Regions from separate parts of the Sus scrofa genome. Here all the other regions are linked to region 4. Evidence: chromatin contacts called from public Hi-C, HiChIP or PLAC-seq and promoter capture Hi-C data. All regions are on one chromosome and are shown on one strand. The core of a region is the stretch at or near the end of the contact, and the rest is flanking DNA. Distances in the headings are between cores, read along the strand shown.

Region 1 (6,930 bases), core at 3,685-6,184, 210 kb before region 4:
GGCTCATTTCTTTGCCCTACACTCATCTCTCTAGGATTGCACTGCCTAATAAGATAAGAGCACAGCAGTCTTTGCCTCAGATTCTGCTTTCTGGGAGAACCAAGTATAGGACAATATCCAAATGGAGGTGTGGGTAGATAGCAGTTTAAATGAGTTTGGAGTTTGGGCAAGTGATTTGGGAAGAAGATATAATTTTGAGAGTTGTCAGCGTGGGCACTGTATTTACAATCACGGGACTGGATGAGAGCACAAAGGGGTAAACAAAACAGAGAAATGTCAGAAAGAGGAGGAGTTGAGGATTTTATTCTAGTACTTTTGAGAGCAGAAACAATGTTTATTTGCTGCTATGGCTCCAGTTTTGTAGTACAGGGCACAAAGTAGGTGCTCAATAGGTATTTTTAGAATAAGTAAAATAGGTCACGATGGCCTTGGGGTTAGGTAGAAAAACAAATGAAGTCATGCAAGGTGATGAACTAGAATAGGCAGGGTTCATAGAACTAGAGTACACAGTGAGGGTGAAAATTAGGTTCAACAGAGGAAGCAAGAGAGAAAAATAACAGGAAAAGGAAGCCGTGGTTAGAAAAAAGCTCTCAGATACCACTTTCTCCTTGAAGCCTTTCATAATCATGAGACTGTCCCCCTTTTTTGGACCTCTCTCAAGGCACTTATCTATCTTGTCTACCTTATACTATGTTAACTAGTATCCATGTGCTTGTCTCTACTTTCATCTCCCCAATATCAGCCACATTTTCCAATTGAAAAATTGAGTCAAAAATGGGAATAGCTTCCAAGTCCCAGAGATAAGGACGAATGCTAAAGCTGGACGCTTCTAGTTCATCTCTATGGTTTATGAAGATTTCAGAGCAAATTCACGAAATTAGGAGACTACAATTCCAAACCTCAAGTATATCCAAAGAGTATAGTAAAATAACCTGCCCTTGAATGACTGGATGATTGAATGAATAGGTGAATGAATAAAGGTGAGGACAGAGGCCAGAAGAGCAGAAGTCAGGAGAATACATGATTTAAAAACTGTCTGAGGCCCACTAGTCTGTCAGTAGGGCACGAGTGATTAGGGGAAGTAGGCCTGCAGTCAGAAAGCACCTAGGAAGTTAGCAAAGTAACTAAGACATGAAGAGGTACGGCCTAAATGAAGGTCAGTGTGAATAAAAAGGAAGAATATAAGGAAATTTTAAAATAAAAAAATTACCATATGTGGCAATAAGTTAGGTTATGAGTAAATAATTCCAATATTTTGGTATCATGTATAGGGTTAGAGTGAGAACAAGAGCAGGAAGATGATAAGCTCAATTTTGAAAATGTATTTGATGCAAGGGTGAGATACATAAATAAAGCTAGAAATAGGCAACATCTTAATTAACACTTATTACATGTCCAACATTGTGCCAAGTACACTTTCCATGAATGATCTCATTTAATTACCACAATAACACTATGATGTAGGTGCTATTAACCTTCTTTTCACAGATGGGAAAACTGAGGCACAAGAGTGAAGAATATGCCCAAAGTCACACAGCTACCAAGTAGCCAAACCAAGATTTGAACCCCAAAAATATTAAGAAATGTTGCCTGGGACCACACAGATATTCATTACTTGTTCAACAAATATTTAACAAGCACCCCTACATTCTAGACATTATACTAGGGATGAGAGGGGAGGAGAAATACTGGTGGTGAACAAGACAGACACGGTCCCAACCTGCACAGACCTTACATGGACATTAAACAAATAATTACAAGTATGATGAATCGGAAAAGAAAGTGTTGTTACAGTTAGATAGGAGGAATGGGTGACAGAAAAGAATCCCAAGGGAACTAGAATAGCATGTATAAATATTTTGAGGTGAGTGCCTACAGTAGGGAAGAAGAGAGAAGAGTCTGGAAAAACTAAAAAAGACTAATATGACTGGAGTACAGAGAGCTAGGAGGCTGAAAAGATAATGGAGGGCCTGGTCTCCAGGATAAGGATTTAAGATTGTGTTCAGTGAGCAAAAGGAAGTTACTGGAGGGAATCAAGCAGGGTAGTGACTTGGCCAGATCTGTATCTGTTTAATAATACTGCTTTGGCTACAGTACGGCAAATAGATTAGAATAAGCCAAGAGCAATTTTGTAGGACCTGGGTGGTCCTACAAAGACCAAGCAAGAGATAAAGGTAGCTTAGCTTAGACTTGAGTGCAACGAAAAAGTGGTCATAAGAATGGAGAGAAGCCACAAATCGAATTTTTTTAAGGTGGTCTAAATGATTCTGATGTGTGTCAGAGGTATCTTAGGTTTTTTGCTTTTTTTTTTTTTTGGCTTTTCTAGGGCCACTCTCTCGGCATATGGAGAGTCCCAGGCTAGGGGTCTAATTGGAGCCACCGGCCTACGCCAGAGCCACAGCAACGCAGGATCCAAGCCGCGTCTGCGATCTACACCACAGCTCATGGCAACGCCGGATCCTTAACCCACTGAGCAAGGCCAGGGATGGAACCCGCAACCTCATGGTTCCTAGTCGGATTCGTTAACCACTGCACCACGATGGGAACTCCTCTTAGGTTTCTGAAGAGAGTAGATGGATAGGATACCCTTTACTGATCCAAAGGCTATGGAAGGAGAGTTTGGAAGGAATATGATATACAGGTTGAGTCTGACATGCCCCAGTCACCCAGATCAAAGTGTAGCAAAGGCAGTTAGAAACATGAATCTACAGCTCAAGAGCAAGATCTCAGCTTGAGTATGAGTTGGACAGTTTTTGGCAGAGGGCATTTGAAGATACTGGAAAAGGATGAGATCTCTAGGAAAGTGCGTATGGTGGGTCTCAAGAAGAGTGCTCAGCTTAGCAGGATTGCCGTATTGAGGAGGTGGCTAAAGGAGAGGCTGTCTGTTTAAAAAAAAAAAAAAAAAAAAAAAAAGAGGTAAAAGGAAAAACTATAAGAGTGGAGGGAAGAGCACATTTGGAGGAGAGAATGGGCAATCGTATAAAAATGCCAGAATGAGGTCTTGAAGATGATGACTGACGCTTGTCTGGGAAAATTCAGAGCTGCTTCAAGGGTGTGGTAACAACAGAAGCTAGACTGGAGAGGAGTGGGACATGAGAGAACGCCCATGGGATAAGAGACAATTGCGTGTGGAGAGGGAGTTAAGGAGAGGTATCTTAAAGAAATGAGAGACTTAGCCTCGTTCAAGTACTAGACAGAAATGCCAATAGAGAAGGAAAGGTTGACAATAACGCAAGGAAAGGGGAGTATTCTTCAGCCCAAAGAGAGTGCAGGAGGGGCTCTAGAGTACCAGGCTAGGGAACTCTCACAGGAAGTCAGTACGGGGCGGGGCCTAGATTTGGATACTCTCTTGCTTCCTGAAAGATGTTTGCTTTAAGAGCCAGAAAGAGCTATAACAGACATGAAACCCCGGGGAGAGAACTGCCGGTTTCAATAAAAAAAAGGATAATGGAAAGTCAGTATCATGGTCTCGGGTGACCTCTGCGAGAGCAGTTTCAGTAGCTTCGAGGCAACGGCAACGGAAGTCACGCTGCCGGTTTAGAGAGGGAGTAGGTGGCGAAGAAAAGGGTGCAGCGGGTGCAAACCAGCGCCGGAGAAAACGGGTTGTGAAAAGACAGCGACACGGGATGGTGCGGGGCGGGGCGGGGAGGAAGGGAAGACATTCCGAGAGTGTTAAAGAGCAACCTCGGTCAGAGCAGGTCATAGCTAGGAGGCCAAAGATGTGACCGACGGGCCTGGCCACCCTCGCTGCCGCGCTAAACCCCGCCAGGCGCGCGAAGTCCCAGAGCTTCTGCCCCCCGAAACAGAATAGCCCCACTGGCGGCCGCCAGGTTTCTCACTGGATTCTCAGAGCAGAGCCAGCCAGCCTGCCCACAGAGAGGGAAAACCCTCCCCACCAGGACCCACGACGCCCGTGGGCAGGACCGGGTCAGCGCCGCGGCCTTGAGGCCCATCGCCCGGCCGAGGCCCCAGGGGTCAGGGGCGACCGCAGAGCCGCAGCAGCCTTCCTCCCCGCCTCGCAGGACTGCGGACCCGGAGCTGCGTCACCCTCGTCCCGGCAGCGTCTGAAAGTCCCCGAGCCGGCGGTGCTCCGAAGCCCAGACCCGGCTCGCCGTAGCCGCCCTAGAACCCGCCGCTTACCGCCGAAAGGCAGCCGGCGCGGGGGTTTCCAACAAGCCGTCGACACCCCTCGGGAATTCCCCACCCGGCCACACACAAGCCCAACTTCTTCCTGCAAATTTCCGCAGCCGGTTTTATCCGTCTATACCCAGCGAGGAGACGTAGACCACTCCTCCCCACCCTGCCGCCCGCCCCAGCCCACCTTCTCCTTCCCTCATCCCGCGGAACCCCTCCGCCGCGCCCGAGGGAACCCGAAGGTCTTCGGCAAGTTCCGCCTCCAGAGCGGAGGGCGGGGCCGCTCGAGCTCCACCGGGCCGAGCTCGGCTGTTTCCGTGCGCGGCCGCTGCGCACTCGGCACTGGGCGGCGCTGGCTGGCTCCCTGGCTGCGAGTCCTCAGTCGGCGGCGGCTGCTGCTGCCTGTGGCCCGGGCGGCTGGGAGAAGCGGAGTGTTGGTGAGTGACGCGGCGGAGGTGTAGTTTGACGCGGTGTGTTACGTGGGGGAGAGAATAAAACTCCAGCGAGATCCGGGCCGCGAACGAAAGCAGTGACGGAGGAGCTTGTACCACCGGTAAGAGGAGCAGGAGGAGGAGGCAGGAGCCGGAGAGAGCCGGGGGGACGGAGGGGGGACGGGGAGGCGCCGGACACCCGCGCTCGGGGCCTTCCCCTCGCAGGAGGGGCCGCGGTAAAGATGGAGCCTCCGCCCGAGCCCCACACCATCGCCGCCGCTCGCAGCGAACAAAGAATAATGGCGGCGGACTGGAGCCAGCGGCGGCCGGGGCGGCAGCGACTCTGCCTGCAGCCAGCGGCGGCGCTCATGGCGGGGGGCGGCGGGCGGGGTGGGAGCCGGCGGCCGGGGGTGTGTGCGGGCGGCCGGCCGCGGAAAGCTGGCGCCCGCGTTCCCGCCGCCGCCGCCGCCGCCGCCGGGCCGGGCGCGGAGCCGGGAGCCCGGAGCCCGGAGTCGCCCCGGGGGAGGCCGCCCGCGGGCCCGGCCCGGCCCGGCAATGCCCACCGCGCCGCTCGCCGGCCCCCGCCGCCCGCCTCGCCCCCGGCCCAGCCTGACCCGGCCCGCTGTCCGCCGGGGCAGCGCGCCGGGGTGCCCGCGGGGGGTGGAGGAGGAAGAAGGCGACAGTTGAGGGCAGAGGAGGTGAAGGTGCCTGCCTTCCTGGTCGCCTCCGTGTCTGCCATGCCCGCTTCGCGAGGGGAAGCGCTGCTGCGTCTGACCTACTCTCCTCTCCACTCTCTTTGTGCAATAAAGTTCGAAACCCAAGGTTTCCTCTCGTACTGTATTTTATTCACGCCTTTTCCCTCGGCTCCCACCCCACTGGGAAAATGCTGTTTTCTGTGCTTTTCTGCTTAGATGAGGCGATGAGAACTCGCGCTTTTTAAGATAATTTTTGACTCTTTGCTCACCCTCTTTTTTTTTTTTTTAAGTTAGTAGTCATGGAAATGCATTCTTTGGGGGAGGAAGGGGGTGCTAAGAAAAACATATTTGTAATAACTTTTTAAAAACTGTTGGGATCTTGTAAAAGGGAAGCTGATGTTTGAGAACAAGTTTCGGTTTTAACCCTTTTCAATAAGGTTAATGCTCACTTGAGAGCTATCATTCTGAAACACTTCGTTGAAACGAATATTAGGCGATGTACTTTTGTTTTACATCACTTTTTTTTTTTTTTTTTTGGCCTGACGTGCCTTTGGCGTTGGGTCTTCAAGATCTACCCTCGAACCCCTACCGTGTTTCTCACGCAAATAAGAGATTGGTTAATACTAATTCTAAAAATAGGTATCTAAAAGTATCCATTATCTGTCTCCTGTACTAGGTAACCCCAGCCTCAGACCGACAATAATTTAAACCACAAGATTTATTTTTTCTTTGCCTGTTAGGGAAAAGGGACAGCAGAAAAGTCATTGACACATCAAAGATTAAAAGACAATTTTTAAAGGACCAGAGATATGACCTATTTAAGTTTGTCTTACTTCCCTTCTTGAGAAGTTAGAATTTCGTGCTAGCCTTAGCTTGCTTCATTTCTGCCTTCTTAAAGTTAAGTATAAAAGATGCTTTTCGTCGCCAGCTATTGAAATCTTTTACACTCATTTCCTAATTTGAAAGTAAAGCCAAAATGGTTATTTTAGGTGGTACAAAAGACGAGCTCGGATTTGTTTTCAAAATATCTGTCACAGTGTGATAGAATTGTGATTGATACAAGGTTTCTTGTTAGGAATAAATATTGTTAGTAGAAGCACTGTCTTCTGATTTTCTCTATCCAAGTCACTTTTGCAAAACCTGCCTTGCTGTATTGCAAGTCTTTAAAAAACCACATTAACATTTTGTCATTGCCAAGAAACTTGATTAAGAAGATATAATAAAGAGTTTTCCCATAGGATTGGAAAGATGTTTTATTTCCAAACACTGAGGAAATTATAGGATTGATGATACTGTAGATTACTGGTTTTCCTTAAGAATTTTTCTGCAAATCCGCATAACTTGGGAAGAATTTTTTTCCCTTTAGAGAGACAATGACTCTGATTTTGTGAAAGTTTTAAAAAATGTTTTCCGATGGGCTTTTTTCTTCAGTCTTATCCAAAAGATCTTTTAAATTTTATTTATAAATTCATAATCTGTAATTCTTAGCAATCTCAGGTTAGATTCAAACTTGTGTATTCTTTAATATTTGAATATTCATTTGTAGCTTGGTACTAAGTTGTACTTTTGTTCCCTTCCAGGGGCTAGCAAAAATTACAGTTAAATCTGCTTAAACCTTTTTTCTTTCTTTTTAATGGACATATTTAGAAAAGCATTGAGTCTGACACAGA
Region 2 (6,536 bases), core at 2,060-4,559, 180 kb after region 4:
TGAGTTAAAAGCCTTCAGTGACGCTGAGATATTATTTTCACTGTGCTTGGCTCAGCTGGATAGAGGACCTTGGAGGAAAAAGTCAAAGTTGAGCCCAGAGGGAGAGCCACAGAATTCGAGACGCTTGGCGCTGTAGAGGCCCTTGGAGATCATCTAACTACCCGCCTGGGGCGGGAAAGAAAAACAAACTGGAGCCTGCTGACATTTATGACTCTTACCTGCGGCGCAGATCCTCGGCCACCGCCGCCCGGCAGCTGAACAAATAGGCTCGCAGCGATTTCAGCCGTTGCCGCAGCCGCACCACAGTGGCCAGCGGCTCAGCATGTCCATACAGCATGGGGTTCTCCTGCTGGATGTCGATCAGGGGCTCCTCGAACACGTATTCCAGAAACTCTTTGGCCTGCTTAGACACCTACAAAAGAAACTTTCTCAGTTAGTGCTGTCCAGTCACCCACTCTCTACACCTCCTCCAACCAGGAACCATAGCTTAAATAGCAGAGTAATACTAGGTTCTGGACAGAGCCCAATGAAAAAGCCCATAGTTTAGCTAAATTAGAAAATGTGCCTTTTCTTCCTCTCTTCCAGAAACCCAACTGGTAAAAGTAACCTGGGCATTGAAAGGAATTTATTAATTCTGTATGTTGATTATGTGATTACACAAATCTACACTTGTGATAAAATGACACAGAACTACATGGGCCCAGCATACCAATATAAATTTCCTGCTTGTGTGGGGTTTTTTAAGTATTGTACTATAATTATTTAAGATATAAACAGTGGAGAAAGTGAGTGAGAAATGCACAGGACCTCCCTGGTCTGTATTATATTATCTATGCAACTTCCCATGAATCCATAATTATTTCAAAATAAAAAGCAAAAGGAATTCATTAAGACTCTTAATAGTAATGCTGATTGAAAAAACTATATATATTGCATATATATGTATATATACTCCATAACACTTACTAAGAGTAGCCACTTTAAAAAAATAGATAAACCATGCACATATTACAAAATTCAAAAAGAATAAAAAGGATCTATTCTCCCCGCCCAAAAGAAAAGGCTATCATATGCAGAACAATGTGCACAGAAACACGCTAAAACACAATTTAGTGGACAGAAAAGAGTTGCTCCTTTTAGAACAGCTCTGAGCTTGGGCCGACTCTGGCCAATATATCCATCCAACTTCACAGCCCCTTCTGGTAGTAAACATCAAGAATATGAAAGCTGATTTAAAAATGTTATTGTCATCAGTAAAAATAGTTGAAACCCAATGCAGCTTAAATAATGCACAATCTGTAGATAATCTGGGGATCTTTATAAAACAATTCACCAATACCGAGGACATAGACTGGCTAAGTGATATGCAGAGTTGGCTCAGTTTCTATTTATGAAAGGCAAAACTTCTCCACTAAGTTTCCACCAAAACCTCTCCAGAACTGGGACTAAGACTGGAATCCAACAGAAACAAAAACAAACAACTTTGCTTATAAAAAAAAATTTTAAAAAAACCCAAAAAAACAAAAATCCAATGTTCCATACTCTGAGAAGAGTATTAAGATAAATAGTACACACTCCCTATCCTCATGGAACTCACTTGAGAATAATAGACAATTAATTTTAAAAATACATGTAGCACATAGCCTGTCATTTACCACAAAAGGAATATGGGTTAGGTCCACTTGTAGCTTAAAGGAAGAAGTCATCGACCATAATGGGGAGAAAAGGGAGCTAGGAGCCAGGGCAGGCCTGGGAAAGCAGGTGGCACTGGCTCAAGATCTAGAAAGATAAACAGAAATTCACTTGGTGGACAAGGACAGGACAGAAGAGAGTACAACAAGCAGACACAACACAAAAACCTATTGGTATGTACATGTGATAACTAAATGTATGGCTATTGTATGTTGATTAAAAACACATTTATGAAATTCAATATTTTCATATGTATAAAGTGCTTATAAAAGAAATGCAAAAAAAAAAAAAGGATCAATGTTTTCTTCTAATAAAAGTCATTTTTTTGAGTTCCCTCGTGGCTCAGTGGGCAAAGAACCTGGCATTGACACTGCTGTGGCTAGGGTTGCTGCGGTGCGGGGCTTTTTTTCATTTTGTTTTGTTTTTTTCTTTTCCTCTTTTCTTTTTATGGACACACCTGTGGCATCTGGGCTAGGGGTTGAATCGGAGCTGCAGGCCTACGCCACAGCAATGCTGGATCCAAGCTGTATCTGAGACCTATGCTGCAGCTTGCTTCAATCCCAGATCTTTAACCCACTGAGGGAGGCCAGAGATCGAACCCACATCTTCGGAGACACTATGTTGGGTTCTTAACCCTCTAAGCCAGAATGGGAACTCTTGGGCGTGTGGGTTTGATCCCTGGCCTGGGAACTTCCGAATGCCATGGGTGTAGCCTGTGTCCCCCTACCCCCGCCCAAAAAAAAAACTGTCACTTTTCCCCCTTATATTTATAAGCAGTTTTTCTGAGGTACCTGTTCTGTTGTGTGATGCTCTGGGATCCTGCAGAGTTAAAGAGTTAGGAGTTAATGAAGTTTACAGTCTGCAAATCCAGCTCACAAAGAGGCACAGAGAATTAGCCAAAACCTTCGACTATTTAACCAGATGAAATAACAGCTGACAGGGCTAAATAATGTCTCATTTTGAGGTCTACAGATGCAGGTGCATACATGGCAGACACTATAGCAGGCATCTGGCATTCAGTGGAGACCACAACAGGCAGGGCCCTGTCCTCATGTAGCTCACAGTTCAGCCAGGAAATACAGAATTGGGTTCAAACATCTTGTTTATCATGGTTAAATATTTGCTATGTTTAAATATCTTAAATGAGGAAAAAATGGACGGTGTTCTGGAAAATGAAGTACAATCCACTTGAAACTGTTGCTGAAGAATGATGTATTGTACAATTCAATTAGTCTTTCTGCCTCTATTGAGGAGTGTTTATACTGAGCCAGGGCCCGGCTGAATTAGGTTAACAATGCTACCTTTTAGTAGGTGAACAGGACAAAGGGCACTGGCCAGTCTCCCAGGCCTTAAAAGGCTTCTCTCTTCAGGTGGTGCTTAAGCCCGAATGGGGAAAAAAAAAAAAAAAAAAAAAAGTCTTTTACAGAGATGGTAAAAGCAGCGAGGCAAATGGGCCGGCAGCTACCCACATCAGCATTCATAAGCTGAAATTACTGAAAACAAAAACAGCTAGTTTCAATAATGCCTAAGGCTCTGCTTGGCAAAGTTATTAACTAGTGTTAAGAATACACAGCCCATTGTGACCTCAGCTGCCTGAGTATGTGAACAAATAAATCTCTGCCCTGTTGAGCCATTTTGGGCAGTGAGGCTGAGCACATGCTCGCTGGTTGAGAACCATCCACTACATGGATGAGGGAATTTTTGAGAGAACTCAAAGTGCAGCAAATATTAAAGGCTATTTTTGCAAAATAGGCAATCAGTAGGGATAAGTTTGAAATGACCCTCCAGACTAGCCTGAGCATTCTACTTTCAAACTCAACTGTAATTAAAAAAGCTTTTTAAAAAAATATATAGTTACTCAGGGAAGGGAACCAATGATATTCTTAAATGATAAAGTTGATGTGAGAGAAATTTTCTTATTAACCAAAATATTTTATGAGTTATATTTGAATACCAAATACCTTCTACCGAAGAGCTAAGAGCTACCATCGTACTTCTTGCCTACCAAAGTATGAAAAACATCAAAGCCTCAGTGCTGTTTCTGAGATGAAAACTCAGCTCATAGATGCCAATGGATAAGCCCAATATTCTTCCCTTTCAAAAAGTGAATGGTTTAGGTTGGCATTCTTTTCCGTGATCCCACTCCATTCACATTAGACACGATTTGTACAGGGTTGACAGTTCACTTTTCAAACCTACTGGCCTGTTAGTATTGTACTGAATAATATTTAATATTTATTAATAACATTAGTATTATTACATAAACCGGTTTCTTTCCATAGCTCTTTTAACTTAGAATGGTGTAAGCTATAAGAACTCAATTCTGTGTGTGACCGTGGTTTTGTCACAGTTTGTGAAGTGGCTCTGGTGCGTGATTCATGAGCGTTGAGAAGCAGGTGGTCCAGGAAGAACCAGGTTTCCCTACCCCATCTCTCTCTCAGGAGGAGTTGGAGAAAAGAGCCTACTCAGGTTGTAATTATCTACAAACTAGTAGTGATCAGTCTGCTAGATACATAGATGTATCTGAAAATATATTTGTCAATTGATTTGAACATTAAGCACCACTAATACAGATTTGAACATAATATGTCTTTTGTCATGCTAGTGACAGCTACCTCTTAAAAGCAAAATTCTCAAATGTTGTTGAGGTTTGCGTAATTCCAAGAGGTTCTGGAACAGTGTCCTGGTACGTTCCCTCGCAAAAATAGCCCAGGGTAATAAAACAATGGGGCAAAGGGAATGTGGGACAATAGATAGCAATTTGAAAAGGAGGAGAATGTGGCGTGAGGACTTTCGTTTTTGTTAAAGGAAGAAAAAGCATCAGAATAACACAGAGGAGACCATAATCTTAGAATAACAAGAACTGGTACAGATAATCTAGTTCAGTTTTCCTCAACCTGTGTTCCAAGGAACACCAGTCACACAGAAAAGATACTCTGAGGTCGACAAGAAATATGCCACATGCCACATTCTTCTCTCGGTGGTTCCAAGTGCAGCACGTTAGCATAAGCTCTGGGCCTGGAGCACTAACGAAAACCTGCTTAAGCCAGTCACTTCCAGCCTATCTGGCTACAGACAGGCAGCCCGTGTGGAAGGGGTGGTGGGAGAAGAAATTCGGCCAAGGTCGCAATCACCAACCAGAGGAAGGGGCATCTGTCTCCATCATGACCTCCACGTAATAGAGAAAACTGAGAACAAAGAACTCAAGTGACTTGTCTGTGGTCATCTTGCGGCAGAACTCGAGCCCAAACCTGGGTGTCGGGATACGCTGCTCTGTGCTTTTTAGTAGAGTTCACACTCACAGTTTGTATTTTAATAACTCCACCGTAAACTCTCTGTTCATCACTCTTTAAAAGAGGTGATCCCCATCCCTGTTCTGTCCTTTCCTCCTCCCCAGTCAGACAGAAAGCGAGTGGGACGAACCCATAACTTAAGGAGGCGGTACACTGGTGTGTGGGTTCCCATTTGATTTCAACTCTAAAACAAAAACTAAAGTCCAGTAACACTTCATTTATCTAGAAGTCCCTTATTTGTAATGTGTTTTCTGTCTTTCTCTTTCATGAGAAATTCACTCGGCAAAGGCAATGCACCAACACCTAGAACACAGTAAGTGTTCAATAAACACCTGCTGAACAGATGAATGAGAACTTCACAGTGCTCAGGCTGTGACTCTGAACCACACACTTCTAACAATTCGGTTGTTTCTAAATTCATGACATATTTGGAGCTAATAAAGTAGAAAAGGGGAAGCACAGCTAGAGGCAGCACAGTGACAAGGGAGGTGAAAGCTGACATCTGATGCAAAGGGAAGGAAGGCATGTGCAAGAAGATAGGGGTAAAGTAGAGCATACAAGCTCGGCAACACCTGTCCAGCTCACAGGTGTACACAGGCGTAGGAAGTCACCGACAAGTAGTCTCAGTCATGGATGGGAGTCTCACTCATATACATTCAAAACTTTATATATGAAATATAAAGTTACTCACTGAATCATTGTCTATAACAGAAAGATTGGAAAAACAAAGTCCAGTCAAAAGGACAAGTTGGATACATTGCTGCGTGTATGCGTGTGTGTGTGTGTTAAATTCATGGCAGAATATAGAATAGCTGTTTAAAAAAGCCCAAGGATTGGGATGGAAATCCTGTGAAATCAGATTGTTATGATCATTATACAACTACAGATGTGATAAATTCATTTGAGTAATAAAAAAAATGAAAAAAAAAAAAGCCCAAGGAAGAATTGTATGATCTAAACAGAATGTTTTCTAAGAGCAGCATATATGCTGTATTGCCTATTGCCATTTTTTGTGTAAAAACAAAATAAAATAAAGAAAAAAAATATATGCATGTAAAATCTCTGGAAGGAGTAATCTGGTTGCCTGTGGGAAAAACAGGGTGTGGGGGATGATCAATGTGTATATGCCCTTTGTACTTTTAAATCTCAACTTGTGTGAAAGTATATTATGTTTAAAAAAGAAGAAGAAAAGTATAGCAGTTCAAGGCAATTTCCTTACAGAAAAAAATAGCCTCCCATACCACATTACACCACGGTGAAGTTATTGATCACAGGATAGAACAATCATATTTCTAATTCTGAGGCATTAAAAGAGGTTAATTCCTAATATTTTCTCTTTTTAAAAATTTTTTCTTGATCACGAGATGATTTTATTTATTTATTGGCCATATATGTGTTTTTTGTTTGTTTTGTTTTTATACAAAAAATGGCAACAGGCAATAGAGCATAAATGTTGCTCTTAGAAAACATTCCATTTAGATCATAAAACTCTCCTTGGGCTTTTTTTTTTTTTTTTAGGTAATCATTCCATATTCTTCCGTGAATTAAAAA
Region 3 (6,782 bases), core at 269-2,768, 210 kb after region 4:
GAGAAGGGAAAAGGAGGGGTGGGGCAAAGAAAAACTAGAGTGCAATTCAAACAAAAATGAAATCTCACACACACACACACACACACACACTCAGACAAAGAGAAGGGGGAAAAGGCTCCCCCTCCCACCTCAGGTCCTAACCACATACTTCTTTATCAGAGGTTCATTGTCAATCAATTAGCCGAGGCAGCAGGGGTCTGTGAGGTGGGGGCACCCAGGGAAACAATGGGCAGCCCTGTTGTATTACTATTTAATCACTTTTGCTAAATAAATAAAGCAGCCCCGAGGTGCTGTCATGTCAAGGGAATTTATAACAAAAAAAAAAAAAAAAAAAAAAAAAAAACTTCATTTTTCATTGGTCATTCCTTTTTTCCCTTCGGGACAAGAGAGGGTTATTACTGTAGCCTTAAGTTCCATCTTTGTGTTTCTTGCCTTTGATTCCCACTCGGACCCTGCCACTTTCTGGCACTAATTTGTCAGGCTGAACAAAGAGAGGATTTGTACCTCCTGTAAGGTCTCAATTAGGAATGGCTTCTGCTGTATTATGTGCCATTCAGAGAGGACACAATGCCGGTAATTACAGGAATTTGCACTAAATGGCTGAAGAATTCACAGCAAAACTCCCCCCCCCCACCCAAACCCCTTGGGTTTACCCCTCCCAAAGCCTCGGGGTGGCGGGGGGCGGGGGTGGGGAGCAAAAAGCTCTTAATGCCAGAGAGACATAATTACCAACAGCAGTCCCAAGAGGTTAAACAGCAGCCAAAGGAGTAAAACAACCATAAAAACTGACAGTGTGAAATGGTGGAGGGGATCCCCTCAGCTGGCTGTTTTTCTTGCTGTCTCTTCTGCTAACATTTTCAATTTCAGTTCAGAGTCAGGAACAGTGACCTGGGCTGTCTGATTTCACTTCCAGATTACAAAGCAGTAACATGTGAGCTTTGCATCTCTAGTAGCATCTATAAACAAGGCCCAGGGCCCTTTTATCATAATACTCAATTGCTAGGTTTCTTGATTGCTGGGAAATTACAGGAAAAAATATCCCTATGTACCAGGGCCAAGAAAACCATGTATCAATTGAGAGGAAATAGATATGTATACATGTCTAATTCCTGAAGAAAACCAGGCTCCTGCCTTATAATTCAATTTATACTGCATTTTGTGAACGACCTCATTTAGAACCACTTACAGGTACATACTCCATAAATATTTTAATAAGCTGCATAGTCATTTGTTTTAGCATTAATATTTTAACACCACAGATGCCCCACTGCCAAACATAATTTTGAATCCCAACCAATGACTTCATTAAAGAAGCATTCCTCATTTTCTGCTTACAGAGGTGGTTTCTGCAAGGCTGACTAAAGCACCAGTAAATTAATTGTCCTTAAATACCACTTTCCTCACGTGCTTCTCTGCCCAAGAACCTTCTGTGATTCAGGGTCGAACATGTAGTTCAGCCTTATCAAACAGTGCTTTTGCGTAGGTCAAAAATGACCGAATGCCTGCAATTTCATAGAGTTCCACTTTGCACCACCCCTGGCAGCTCTCTAATCTGACATGAGGACCTCACTTCCACAGCTCGGCTCACAGCTGCCATTTGGCATCAGTGAGGGTGATGATTCCACTGACGTCTTCTCTGGGGGACTGCAAGTGCCATGAGGGCAGGGACCACGTCGGCTTTCTCCAAGCACTGACTTGTCCAGGTGCACTTGACTTTTGGGCTCCTACAGTAAATGAATGGAAGAACTTAACTTTCAAAGGCATGGTCTCAGGAAGAAGGAATGGCGAAGAGAAAGGGCCTGGAGCCATGAATGACCAAGGGAGGAACAGACCAGAACAGCAAGACGACCACTGTAGCTGGGTTTCCTAGCACGGGACGGCCATGGAGCTAGAGACAAAGCCATGCAACAAACCACACATAATCAAATACAACTATAAAAAGTCCAAGCACATGTTAAGAAATACACACTTACGCACAAGCATGTATTTTCCAAACCATAACCTCAGGCATTTGGGGATGGTCGGGGTCCATTTTCTCTTCAGGGGCTCTTTAAGTTTTAAAAAAGGATACAGAAAATTCTTCACCTACAGATAGAATTTAGTGAAATGAGGCCAACTGCACTATTTTGTAGATTTAAAAGCCAACATTTGTGGCTCCCCTGAATAGCAGCTGAATGACATCATGATAAAGAGCGGCTCGGTACAGTCTCCCACTTTTAAAGTTTATGCATCACAAATATTTAAAGGCGGGGGTGGGGGGACACTAAGTGGACATAAACACTCGTACTCTAAAGAGGCGCACTTAAATGGTGAAATATTGCGAATTAGCTTTCCCACAAACGCCCGATAAAGCCAAGGTTCAACTGAAAACAATCTGCTGGACTTTTTGACCGTTTGGAAGGTAAACATGCTATGCAACCAGCTTTTTTACTGAACGTGTGTTTTTATGAGGTTGAAAAGTTTGGGGACCCAAGTTACTAAATGAATAAACAGCTGGTTTAGATTAACTGTGTTTGTGAGAAACATAGATCAATTTTAAGTTCCATCTGCTATAATAATCTTTGATAAAATGAACAGCCTCCCAAGAAATTGCAAAAACATTCAGAGGTTTTGCTCAACAAGTTCTGGCCTTTTTCTTTTGAGACTCTGCCCCCTACAGGAGATGACATCTTCCTACCTGAGGTAGGCAACCAGTACGCCAGGTATGGTTCATTAAGGAAAACGGAAAGCCACCCATAAACCAGGGTACCACAAAGCAACTGAGCGTAGCAGTTTCAGATGGAAGAGGGGACACTGAAGTGAAACTAAAAATTTCTACTTGAGAATCAGCCACACTGTACAAATTAGGATTGACCTCTCCCCACGCCAAACAAGAAACCTACCCGTGCCCCCATTAGAACTCCAAACCAAAGCATGAAGGTAAGAGCGGAGCCGAGGAAATGAGTTTCAGACCACATCTACGCCTGCCTCCTGAGTTCCCTGTTACCACCCACCCCCAACTTATTCTCCAGCCATTCAGTGAGCCCGGATTCAGACAGCAAAGGGAAGCATCCCAAAACACGGACCCAAAAGCAGCTGCCCCAAGGTTCTATCTCAGCCCAGTACATGATCCTTTTCCTACTCTCAGCTTCCTTCTCCTGGTCTCTTCAATTCACTCTTCTAAGTCTTTTCTGTTATCAGGTCACCAACTGCTAGATGTAGTGGATCTGTGGAATGGTACCCTCTACCTACAGCTCTCCTTCCTCCGGGTGCTAAAAATGCTACCCAGGCAGTTCAGAATGTGGGCAGGGCACCCTCCATCAAGAAGTGGACTTCGGAGAGGAAGGTGAATTAGGAGGCTGCAGGGGGACCATCCTTGTGTAACGCCTGATGCTTTTCTTCCCCCTCCGTCATCAGAAAGTTCCTCCAGCTCACACTCCGGTCTCTACCTTGAAAATGAAGCTGAGCTCTTCTCCCCGATTCCAGTAACACAGCAGATTTGTGGTCCCTCTCAGCACTCTAAAACCACAGAAGTGTACCATAATTCCAGGATGTCCAGAGTAAGCACTTAAAAATTACTGTTGAATGGCTGAATTCTGAAACATAATATATGCAGTAGTACAATAAGACACTGATATGTCCATAATTTCCAAAAACTGCACTAAAACCAGCGTCTCCTTATTTTAAAGCACTTTCCATAAGGAGCTGGCTGATGTAACACAAGGTCACTCATGCCTGCGGACATGTGCACGTCACCCAGTGCAGCTTCTTTACCATCTTGGGGTTTCTGGTCTCTTCCACCCAACCCTGCAAGTGTCGGCTCCGCAGTTACTGAGGCCCTCTGGACAAAGCAGACATGAGTCCCTGAATCCCTCCTTTACGTAAGTTATTGTTCAATAGAAAAGACCATCATCATAACTAACCTAAGTTCAAAGTTTCACCGTGCCACCACTATTTGTCTTTTGATACAGGAACAAGCACAAAATTGAAATTTCAGTCTTGACTGGTGGTGAGCCCCTGTTCACTTTTTTTGGGGTCTTTTTAGGGCCACACCCGCAGCATATGGAGGGTCTCAGGCTAGGGGTCAAATAGGGATTGTAGCCACCGGCCTACACACCACAGCCATAGCAACACCAAGTCCGATCCACGTCGGCGACCTACACCACAGCTCAGGGCAACACCAGATCCTTAACCCACTGAGCGAGGACAGGGATTCCTTTCCCCTGAGCCAAGACAGAAACCACTTTTTCTTCACTTTTAAACAACATACTTAAATCAGATACACTTGAATTGAAATTTCCCAAATCAGGCTTCTAATTCAAGCTACCTTTGAGGGAAATTTCTCGTGACAACTTTATGGAGTTTAGTAAAAGGTAAATAATTTGATTTTGTTTACAGTAGATTCATAGACTTGATTTAGTGAGGGCTGTTTTCTCCCCAGTTTTCTGTTGGGACGAAGGGGGAGGAATGGTGAATGGAGGAGACATGCAGTGCTCGGGTTTTAAGAACTAACAGATGACTGGCCTTGGACTTCACTTTGTGTCTCAGCCTCCCAGCAGGTCCAGCAGCCCCTGGCTTCCCCAGGATGAGGCACAGGCTGATCGTGACTCAGAGGTCATCTGTGGAATCATCCTCACCCTGCTCTTAGCCACCTCCAGACTTTCTGTCAAGGCTGACTTTCTGGATTCCACCTTAACAAGATTTGACAAGGTCATGATCAATGAGTTACTGGCTATGGACACTCTACTTGCCTGAAGAGTGTTCTTAGTCAGCTCTAGGCTTGAATGTCTCTTAGGAGACCATGTGTGACATCCACATTCCCCGTGACCTTTACTGAAGAAGGCAGAGGAAAAAGAATCACAGCAGACTTAGGAAGCCAAAATTCTAGCCTGGTTATGCTCCAGTGAGGCACTTGGCTTCAATGGGGCAGATCAGAGCAGCGTCTACCTACTTCACCAGGCATGAAGGTGGACAGGTGTTTTAATATAACAAACTCCTTGAAGGAGAGATGCTTTGAAAACAAGAGGTACCTGGGATTGGCCTTTTAAGGGGGTTTTTAGAGTGAATTCCAAGTGTGGAATTCAGGATTGTTCTTTTTTTGGGGGGAGGGGTCTTTTTAGGGCCATACTTGTGGCGTACGGAGGTTCCCAGGCTAGGGGTTGAATCGGAGCTATAGCTGCCAGCCTGTGCCACAGCCACAGCAATGCAGGATCCAAGCCATGTCTGAGACCTACACCACAGCTCATGCCAACACCAGATCCTTAACCCACTGAGTGAGGCCAGGGATTGAACCTGCACCCTTATGGACACTATACCTTCGTTGGGTTCATTAACTGCTGCACCACGATGGGAACTCCCAGGATTGTTCTTTAATGAGCTTTAGGCTGAAAATTTGCTTCATACCTGCGCATTTGAAGCTCTGAGCAGTGAGTCCTCGTTCCAAAGACAAAGTCGTCAGGATGCTGAGGAAGCTGGTGGTCACAGATTGGCGTTTGTTCTTCCTGAGTTCATGCCCCCCCATCTGATCCTTGGGTTTGCTCCTCAGCGTGACTTGCGGGTTCTGTTCCGAACTCCTTGCCGCATTGGCAGCTGTCTTCAGGGCCTCCATCCACTCCTGAGCCCTCTGCCGGGTCTCGGCACGGAGACGGAGGACATCTTGGGGGAAAATGACCTGAAAACAAGAGTCGCAGTCGTCCAGGTTGTCCAACTGGACGGCCAGACACACGTCCACGTTGTAGCTCAGCAGGGGATCCTCATCCAGCTTGCCCGGCTGAAAGGCCATCAGGTAGGACCTGCTCAGCACGAACGTAAATGCCTTCCAGTTGTTCTGGACAGTCAGCCTGTAGAGCGTCCCTGATTTGAGGATGTTTTGGTACTGTTTGGGGCCATCCAGGACAGGGGATGGCATGAGCAGCTGGCTGGACTTCTTCTGTAAACAGTGATTCTGTGCGCAGTCGACATGATGCCCGAGCCCCGGGGAGTTGGCCAGCTCGTCCGGCCGCCCCAGGTAAGCAGGCACGGCAGCGTGCACACCCTCCCAAAGCTTCTGCCCCCAGTCCAGCGCCTCCCACGGCGACTCGGCCTTTAGCTGCAGCTGAGTGTTGTCATACAGAACGGTATCCACCAGCCTGGCCTCAAGGTTGCCCAGAACAGATATGCTCTGGAAGTGTGACAGCTGGTACGTGGCATAGAGGTTCTGATTCCCACTGCTGTCGAGGCTGTAGAAGTACAGGTTGTAGGGTGAGAGTTCTGCGTAACAGCTTTGCCAGTAACTGTCATGGTTTTTCCGAATCTCCAGGTACCCCTTCTTCAGAATGTTTGGGAATGCCTGCTTGTGTTCTAGAAAGAGAAAAAAAAGAAGAAGCAGCAGCGACACATTAATTCATGAACATGAATGAACTGAATGAGACAAAAAGGCAGGTATACGCAACCCAATAGATCAGGGGTCAACGTTCTTCTGGCTCAAATTAAACATAGCAGAAGTAGTAACATTCTAAGAGTATCTAATCCACAGGATGGAACTGGGGGGAAAAAATCTCACGTCTGAAAAACTTAACTAGGGTGGAATTCTGAGTGCAAGATTAAGTGCTGGGGTGAGGGGTTCACTGTCAATTTGACGTGCAGAAGCCTGTGCAGAAAGAAACCCTGGAATGACTACGCCCTGTGGGCCCACAAAACAACTGCGCTTTGCCAGGATCTCCCGCTTTCTAGGTAATGTTCTACAGAGCACCAAGTACGCGCGAGAGAACGTTCCTCCGGCCCCCCGACCTAACTCCCTGCTAACACCCCTCTTTCTTCAGGGT
Region 4 (6,463 bases), core at 1,058-3,557:
GGCCCCGCCGCGGGCGGCAGCAGCAGCGGCTGGTGAAGCGCCGCCACGACTCCACAGTCTTGCCAGACCAAATCCAGACGCCTGACGTGATGCCCACCACCAGGCACATGAAGTATTTGAGCATGAGCACCCAGTACTCAGGCTTGGCACGTGGCTGCCCGGCGTCGGGGCCTGGGCACGCGCAGGTGAGCGCAGCCTCCCAACTCTCGCGATAGTGCTGTTCGTACAGGTAGCAGGCCACCACGATGCTGGCAGGCACCGTGTAGAGCAGCGTGAAGATGCCGATGCGGATCATGAGCTTTTCCAGCTTGTCCGTCTTGGTGCCGCCCTGCTTGATGACGCTGCGGATGCGGAAGAGCGACACGAAGCCTGCCAGGAGGAAGAGCGTGCCCACCAGCAGGTAGAGCACCAGCGGGCCCAGCACGAAGCCACGCAGCGAGTTCAGGTTCTGGTTCCCCACGTAGCAGATACCGGCCACCGGGTCCCCATCCACCGAGCTCAGGGCCAGCGCAGTGATGGACTTGACACTGGGGATGAGCCAAGCAGCCAGGTGGAAGTACTGTGCATAGCCCGCGATGGCCTCATTGCCCCACTTCATGCCAGCTGCCAAGAACCAGGTGAGCGACAGGATGACCCACCAGATGGAGCTGGCCATGCCGAAGAAGTAGACTAGCAGGAAGACGACAGTGCACAGCGCAGGGCCCGTTGTCTCGTAGTGGATGTGGCTGTGCTCACGGCTGCAGGCGACGCTGGCATGGCCCACGACTAGGCGCACCAGGAAGCCCAGCGACACGCACAGGTAGCAGGCTGACAGAAAGATGATGGGGCGCTCAGGGTAGCGGAAGCGTTCCATGTCTATTAAGAAGGTGGCCACCGTGGTGGAAGTGGAGATGAAGCACAGCACAGACCACAGGCCGATCCAGAAGGTGGCGAACGTGCGCTCGTCCGGGCTAAAGGACGGCTGGTAGCAGGGTACCGCGCAGTTGGGTACCTGGCCCGTCCGCACTTTGTTGTAAAGGGGGTGCGACTCCTTCAGAATGGGCACGAAGGGCTCGCGGCACTTGCACACCGACGGGCCCCCGGCGACGCAGTCGCTCCCTGAGGCCGGCGCCCCCGGAGGGCCTGAGAGGGTGGGCTTGGCCGGGAAGGGCCTGGGGGGCGCCGTGGTGGCCTCGCTGCGGTTGTAATCCATGCACAGGACCTCGGCGTCGCGGCCCAGCACCGGGAGGCGGTCGCAGCTCATGCGTTCCGGCCAGGCAAAGCCGTACTGGCGCATGAGCGGCGAGCAGCCGGCCTTGGCGCGCTCGCACACCGAGCGGCACGGCGGCAGCGGCTTGTGGTAGTCGGGCAGGCAGATGGGCGTGTACATGGAGCACAGGAAGAAGCGCAGGTCCGGCGAGCAGTGGATCTCCACCAACGGCCAGAACTGGTGCACCTCGAGGCCCGCCTCGTCCTGCGTGTCGTGGTTGAACTGGTTGGGCATGTGCGTCAGGTTGTAGCCGATGCCGCGGCACATAGGCACTGTGATTTCCTGGCACACCGGCGCCTTGGAAGCGGCCGTCGCCCGGCCCGCCAGCTGCGCCAAGAGCAGCAGCAGCAGCGAAGGCGGCGCGGACGGGTCAGGCCGAGCCATAGCCCCCTCCCTCCCCTCTCCTCCCGCAGCCCAAGCGGGGCCAGCTCAGGCAGGGGAAACCAGGACCGTGCTTCCCTCTCTGCAGACTTGTGTGGCGCCGGGGCTGGCAACCTGTTGGTTTCTCTTTCTTTTAAAGAAATCCGTCCAAAGATAAACTGTTCCGGGAGGGCGCTGCCTCCGCAGGGAGAGCTCAGCTCTTCGCTGGATAGGGCTGAGGAGGGACAGTTAAGGCTCCGATTCCAGGGAAAGTACTCTTTAAAAAAGAAGGTGGGGGAGAAGAAAGATTGCTGCCACTGCCAAGGAGAGGGGCGTCAATGGCTTAGTCCTCGCGAGCAGTCTCCAGATCTCTAAGTTAACCTCTTTCCCTTCCCTTCCCTCCACCTCCAGAAACCAAACTACAGACTCCCCGCCTCTCATCCCGCCTCCCTTTCCGCCCGGCCTTCCACGCTGTACCCCGAGGTCAGAGCGCTCAGCCCTCTGGAAAAGGGCAGAAGGGCAGGGAAAACAACTGGGAGGAGGAGAAGGCGCGTACTCTCACCTCGAAGGATCCCGTGAGAAGCAGATAGTCAGTCGCCAGCCTGAATCCTCCGTCCCTGGGGCTCTTAGCTCAGAAACGCGACTTTGAACCGAGCTGGCATCGAGAAAGTTTGGCGATAAGCTGGGTACCCGAGGCAGCACATGGCAGCAGGTGGGGGTGTCTTAGAGAGGCGGTCGCCCGCTGAACGAGGTCGCCACAGACCGGTCACTCGCCCTCTCCTTCTCCGGGGCCCCCTGCATGATCCGAGCGGGACAGGGCTGGGGTCGGCCGTGCCTTCCACCAGGGTCCACCAAGGGCGAGCGCGCCTGGCAGCACCTGGGCAAAAGGAAGGCGGTGTGCGGCGACCGGGGGCTTCCGCGGCCTCACAGTACCGCCAGCAGCTGGTGTTGGCTCCGCCAGGACTGCATGGTGCGCGCCCGCCGCCGCGTCCCGCCCGCCGCTCGCCTCCTCCCCTGCAGGGGGCTCCGCGCTCCAGCTGATTCCTGGGGGCGGTGGCGGCGCTCCCGGGACGTGCGGGACTCGGCTCCTCCTCCGCGCTCTAGCACCCTTTCGCCCACCTCTGGCGGGTACTCAACGGCGCGCGGCGGCGACGACGGCTGTAGTGCACTTGCGGCCGCAGGCTGGACTGGCCTCTTGCGCCCCGCCCGGGTCACCTGCTTCTAATGCCCGCCAGGAGGCTCCGCCCCGACCCCGCCCCTTTGAGCTGGAGCTCGGTTGGTGGGCCGCCCCGCCACGCTCTCCGCGCGTCCCCGCCCACTGCCCCGCGGGATCGGCCTCTCTTCGGGCGCCCTCCTGCCCCCTCCCCGAGCGGGCCGCTGAGGAGTGCGGGCCAATCGCGGGCCGGGAAGCAGTGGGGGCGGGGCAAATGCTAATTTCGCCTTCTTGAGACCCGGGGCGGGAAACCCTAGCTCGAAGTCCCTCCCGAGTTCTCTAGTGGCGCCCACCCGTGCCTTGTCCACTTTTCTGTAATGGTCTAGCTTACGAACCCTTGCTTCCAGGGCCCCTACCAGGTCTCCTCTCTCCAGCTAAGCATCCTTAGAGTCCAGCGCTTGTTTAAAAGAACTGCTCAAAGAATCACTTTTAACTGTGGCACCTGTCTCCTCTCTGCGTTGTCCTCATACCAGGTGAGCTTAAGTTGAGAGAACAAACGCTTCCTGAGCCCCTATTGTGTGTCGGACAGCGTGTTAATCGTTCATATCTTAATACAGGGTGTCTCAGATCCTTACAACAATTCTATGAGGCAGGCACTCCTTACAGGTGAACAAACAAGAGGTTTAGAAACTTGACCAAGGCAACCAAGCTAATAATAGCAACCCCCAGGAAAGCCACAACCTAGACAATCTTGGGAAGCTCGGTATTCTGAGCGCCTGGCATAGAGTAGGCGCTCAAATGGCAAACCTGGGATTTGAACCGAGATATTTGGGCTGCTGCATCCACAGTTTTAACAGCCACCACTCTCCCCCCACCCCACCCCCGCCATTATGCTACTGGTTAGCTCCCAGGCTTTAACCTTTACTTTTGCATTTCGTAACAAAATCTTACTGTTGCGACAGGAAAGTGATTTTCTTTCTCTTAGGAAGACTCGAGACAGGTTAGTCCTTTATCAGTTTATCGGGTTAAAAAGTCCAGGCAGTTCCCAAGTCGCCCGCAGAGAGAAGCAACACTGGCTCCAGGCTCTGTGATGGGCTAGGCGCCGGCCCCCCCGGGGCTGCCCGCTGCTTAGCCACGCACTAGCGCGCCGCCGGGGATCCGGGGCTCACAGAACAGCCAGAGCCCGCGGGAAGACCTGCTGGGCGCCCCGACCGCTGGGACGCACAGTGGCGCTCTTCAGATGGGTTATTATGCTGCAAGTTTTTAATGTCCTAAAAATGCCTCTTTTCTACATGTTCTAATTAGGTTGGAAGACTGAGGTGTTTAGCATTCTTGAAATTCATTCACACGCTTACAAAGAGAGTTTGAATTGTTTCCCGCTCCCCCACCCCTTCCTTCGACTGGGAAGAAGGCGGAAAAAAGGCCAGAGGGCCTGAGTTCTTGAAGGACTCAGGACTGGACTAAAAAAGGGTTGAGATAGACCGCGCCGATTGTCGTTCTTGTGTCCTGGTCCCATCTACACAGACTGAGAGACTGTTTCAGAATGGTCCCCTCTCTCCTGCTTTGTGAAAAATAATGCAGAATATGTGTATCAATCCCAGCCTCAGAGTTAAAAGAAAGAAATATCAGTTGCTTCACAAACAACAAAACTCTTAATAAACATGTTTAGAATGTACCTTACCTCTTTCATTTCCTGAAATTCTACAGGTGCTCCCATATTTTTGTTTGTTTGTTTGTTTTTTGGAACTACTTGGCACTTAGTGTCAGCAAACAACCCAGAGTTGAAAGTAGTGGGAGTTGAAAAGCTATGGAATAGCAATCAAAAAGAAAGGGAAACCCTCAGTGGAAAGTATGCACAGATTGTGAACATGCCAAGAGAGGCTGCCTCATTCTGTGGTCTTTATGCAACGTGTGTATTATTGGGGATGGACAAGTGTTGGCTAATAATAAAAATTATTTGAAGTTGGAGAATGTTAATCACTCATGCTGGCATTTAGCCAGAATACTTGTGTTATTTCACTTGGTTCTGACTCAAAGGATGTTATCTCCTCGTCTGAAAAACCTCTCTCTTTATAATCAACAGGGAAGTGTTATTTTTGCTTGGACATCTCTAATAATAGGAGTAATAACAGAGGGAAGATGTTGCCAAAAGAAATTTATTTTGCATTGTATAGCTTTTTGTATCACTTGGACTTTTGCTTTTTTACATCTATTACTTCACTTTAAAGGCAGTTTAAAATATGCTGTTGAACATGTATTAGGCGGGGTGCTAAATAATTCATTTGAGTTAGCTCATTTACTCCTCACAACAATCAGATGGAACTGGCACCATAATGACTTGCTTGAAGTTACACATTTAGTCCATGGAAAGGATGGAAATCAAAATTTTCTCCTGAGTCATACTTATTGTTTAACAAACTGGAAAACACTGAATTATTTTTAAAGACACATTAAAAAATTTTTTTTTATTATAGTTGATTTACAATGCTGTCAATTTCTGCTGTACGGCAAAGTGACTCAGTTATACGTATACATACGTTCTTTTTCTCACATTATCCTCCATCACATTCCATCACAAGTGATTATAGTTATCTGTGCTATACAGCAGGACTTCCTTGCTTACCCACTCCAAATGCAATAGTTTGCATCTACTAACCCCAAATTACAGTCCATCCCACTCCCTCCTCCTCCCCCTTGGGAACCACAAGTCAGTTCTCCATGGCTAAGAGTTTGTTTCTTTTCTGGAGATAGGTTCATTTGTGCCATATATTAGATTCCAGATATAAGTAATATCGTATGGTATTTGTCTTTCTCTTTCTGACTTAACTTCACTTAGTCTGAGAGTCTCTAGTTCCATACACGTTGCTGCAAATGGCATTATTTTGTTCTTTTTTATGGCTGAGTCATATTCCATTGTGCAGATACACCACATCTTAATCCATTTATCTGTCGACAGACATTTAGGTTTTTTCAGGTCCATGTCCTGGCTATTGTGAATAGTGCTGCAGTGAACACAGGGGTGCATGTATCTTTTTCTTTCTTTCTTTCTTTCTTTCCTGCCTTCCTTCCTTCCTTCTTTCCTTCTTTCCTTCTTTCTTTCTTTCTTTCCTTCCTTCTTTCTTTCCTTCCTTCCTTCCTTCTTTTCTTGCTTTCTTGCTTTCTTGCTTTCTTCCTTTCTTGCTTGCTTGCTTGCTTTCTCTCTTTCTTTCTCTCTTTCTTTCTTTCTTTCTTTCTTTCTTTCTTTCTTTCTTTCTTTCTTTCTTTCTTTCTTTCTTTCTTTCTTCTTTTTGCCCTTTCTTGGGCTGCTCCTGCAGCATATGGAGGTTCCCAGGCTAGGGGTCTAATTGGAGCTGTAGCCACAGGCCTACACCAGAGCCACAGCAACACAGGATCTGAGCCATGGCTGTGACCTACACCACAGCTCACAGCAACGCCAGATCAAGCCCAGGGATCGAAACCACAACCTCATGGTTCCTAGTCGGATTCATTAACCACTGAGCCACGACGGGAACTTCTGTATTTTTTCAATGAAAGATTTGTCCAGATATATGCCCAGAAGTGGGATTGCTGGATCATATGGTAGTTCTATGTTTAGGTTTTTGAGGTACCTCTATACTGTTTTCCATAGTGGTTGTACCACTTTACATTCCCACCAGCAGCTTAGGAGGATTCCCTTTTCTCCACACCCTCTCCAGCATTTA

What was found. Promoter capture Hi-C pulls out the DNA fragments that hold promoters and counts their contacts. Hi-C and Micro-C count contacts between places; a contact is called where the count stands out from the background. HiChIP or PLAC-seq counts read pairs in DNA pulled down with a chosen protein or histone mark.
Region 1: a contact with region 4 is called in an H3K27ac HiChIP or PLAC-seq map of skeletal muscle. The contact joins the promoter of LOC102167165 here to the promoter of FZD5 in region 4. A contact is called at or near these places in 1 of 5 promoter capture datasets (liver), 1 of 47 Hi-C or Micro-C datasets (skeletal muscle) and 2 of 2 datasets of contacts at active chromatin or transcription factors (alveolar macrophages and skeletal muscle).
Region 2: a Hi-C map of liver shows a contact between it and region 4, with 6 times the contacts expected there. The contact joins the enhancer-like site here to the promoter of FZD5 in region 4. A contact is called at or near these places in 1 of 5 promoter capture datasets (liver), 4 of 47 Hi-C or Micro-C datasets (embryonic fibroblasts, fetal heart ventricle, fibroblasts and 1 more) and 2 of 2 datasets of contacts at active chromatin or transcription factors (alveolar macrophages and skeletal muscle).
Region 3: a promoter capture Hi-C map of liver shows a contact between it and region 4, with 13 times the contacts expected there. The contact joins the enhancer-like site here to the promoter of FZD5 in region 4. A contact is called at or near these places in 4 of 5 promoter capture datasets (fetal liver, fetal skeletal muscle and liver), 19 of 47 Hi-C or Micro-C datasets (alveolar macrophages, brain, embryonic fibroblasts and 11 more) and 2 of 2 datasets of contacts at active chromatin or transcription factors (alveolar macrophages and skeletal muscle).

The regions. Positions count from the first base shown.
Region 1 is chr15:110,701,090-110,708,019 of Sscrofa11.1, forward strand. It overlaps LOC102167165, which reads right to left and starts at 4,935. Exons shown (of 3, transcript XM_021074736.1): 1 at 4,737-4,935; 2 at 4,322-4,675. The coding sequence starts at 4,935. It overlaps CREB1 (cyclic AMP-responsive element-binding protein 1), which reads left to right and starts at 4,459. Exons shown (of 9, transcript XR_002339130.1): 1 at 4,459-4,687.
Region 2 is chr15:111,094,567-111,101,102 of Sscrofa11.1, forward strand. It overlaps PLEKHM3 (pleckstrin homology domain-containing family M member 3), which reads right to left. Exons shown (of 8, transcript XM_021076249.1): 5 at 219-412. Among named protein-coding and RNA genes, the nearest start is that of PLEKHM3, 88 kb to the right of the region's middle. Within about 2 kb of position 3,310, at least 17 of the 83 cell types and tissues checked have an H3K27ac peak or open chromatin away from gene starts, as enhancers often do. A contact at or near this core is called in liver, where this site is marked.
Region 3 is chr15:111,128,588-111,135,369 of Sscrofa11.1, forward strand. PLEKHM3 (pleckstrin homology domain-containing family M member 3) reads right to left here. Exons shown (of 8, transcript XM_021076249.1): 3 at 5,383-6,318. Among named protein-coding and RNA genes, the nearest start is that of PLEKHM3, 54 kb to the right of the region's middle. Within about 2 kb of position 1,519, at least 18 of the 83 cell types and tissues checked have an H3K27ac peak or open chromatin away from gene starts, as enhancers often do. A contact at or near this core is called in epiblast stem cells, fetal liver, liver and 1 more, where this site is marked.
Region 4 is chr15:110,918,555-110,925,017 of Sscrofa11.1, forward strand. It overlaps FZD5 (frizzled-5), which reads right to left and starts at 2,308. Exons shown (of 2, transcript XR_002339431.1): 1 at 2,172-2,308. It overlaps LOC110257173 (a long non-coding RNA gene), which reads left to right and starts at 2,917. Exons shown (of 3, transcript XR_002339433.1): 1 at 2,917-3,295.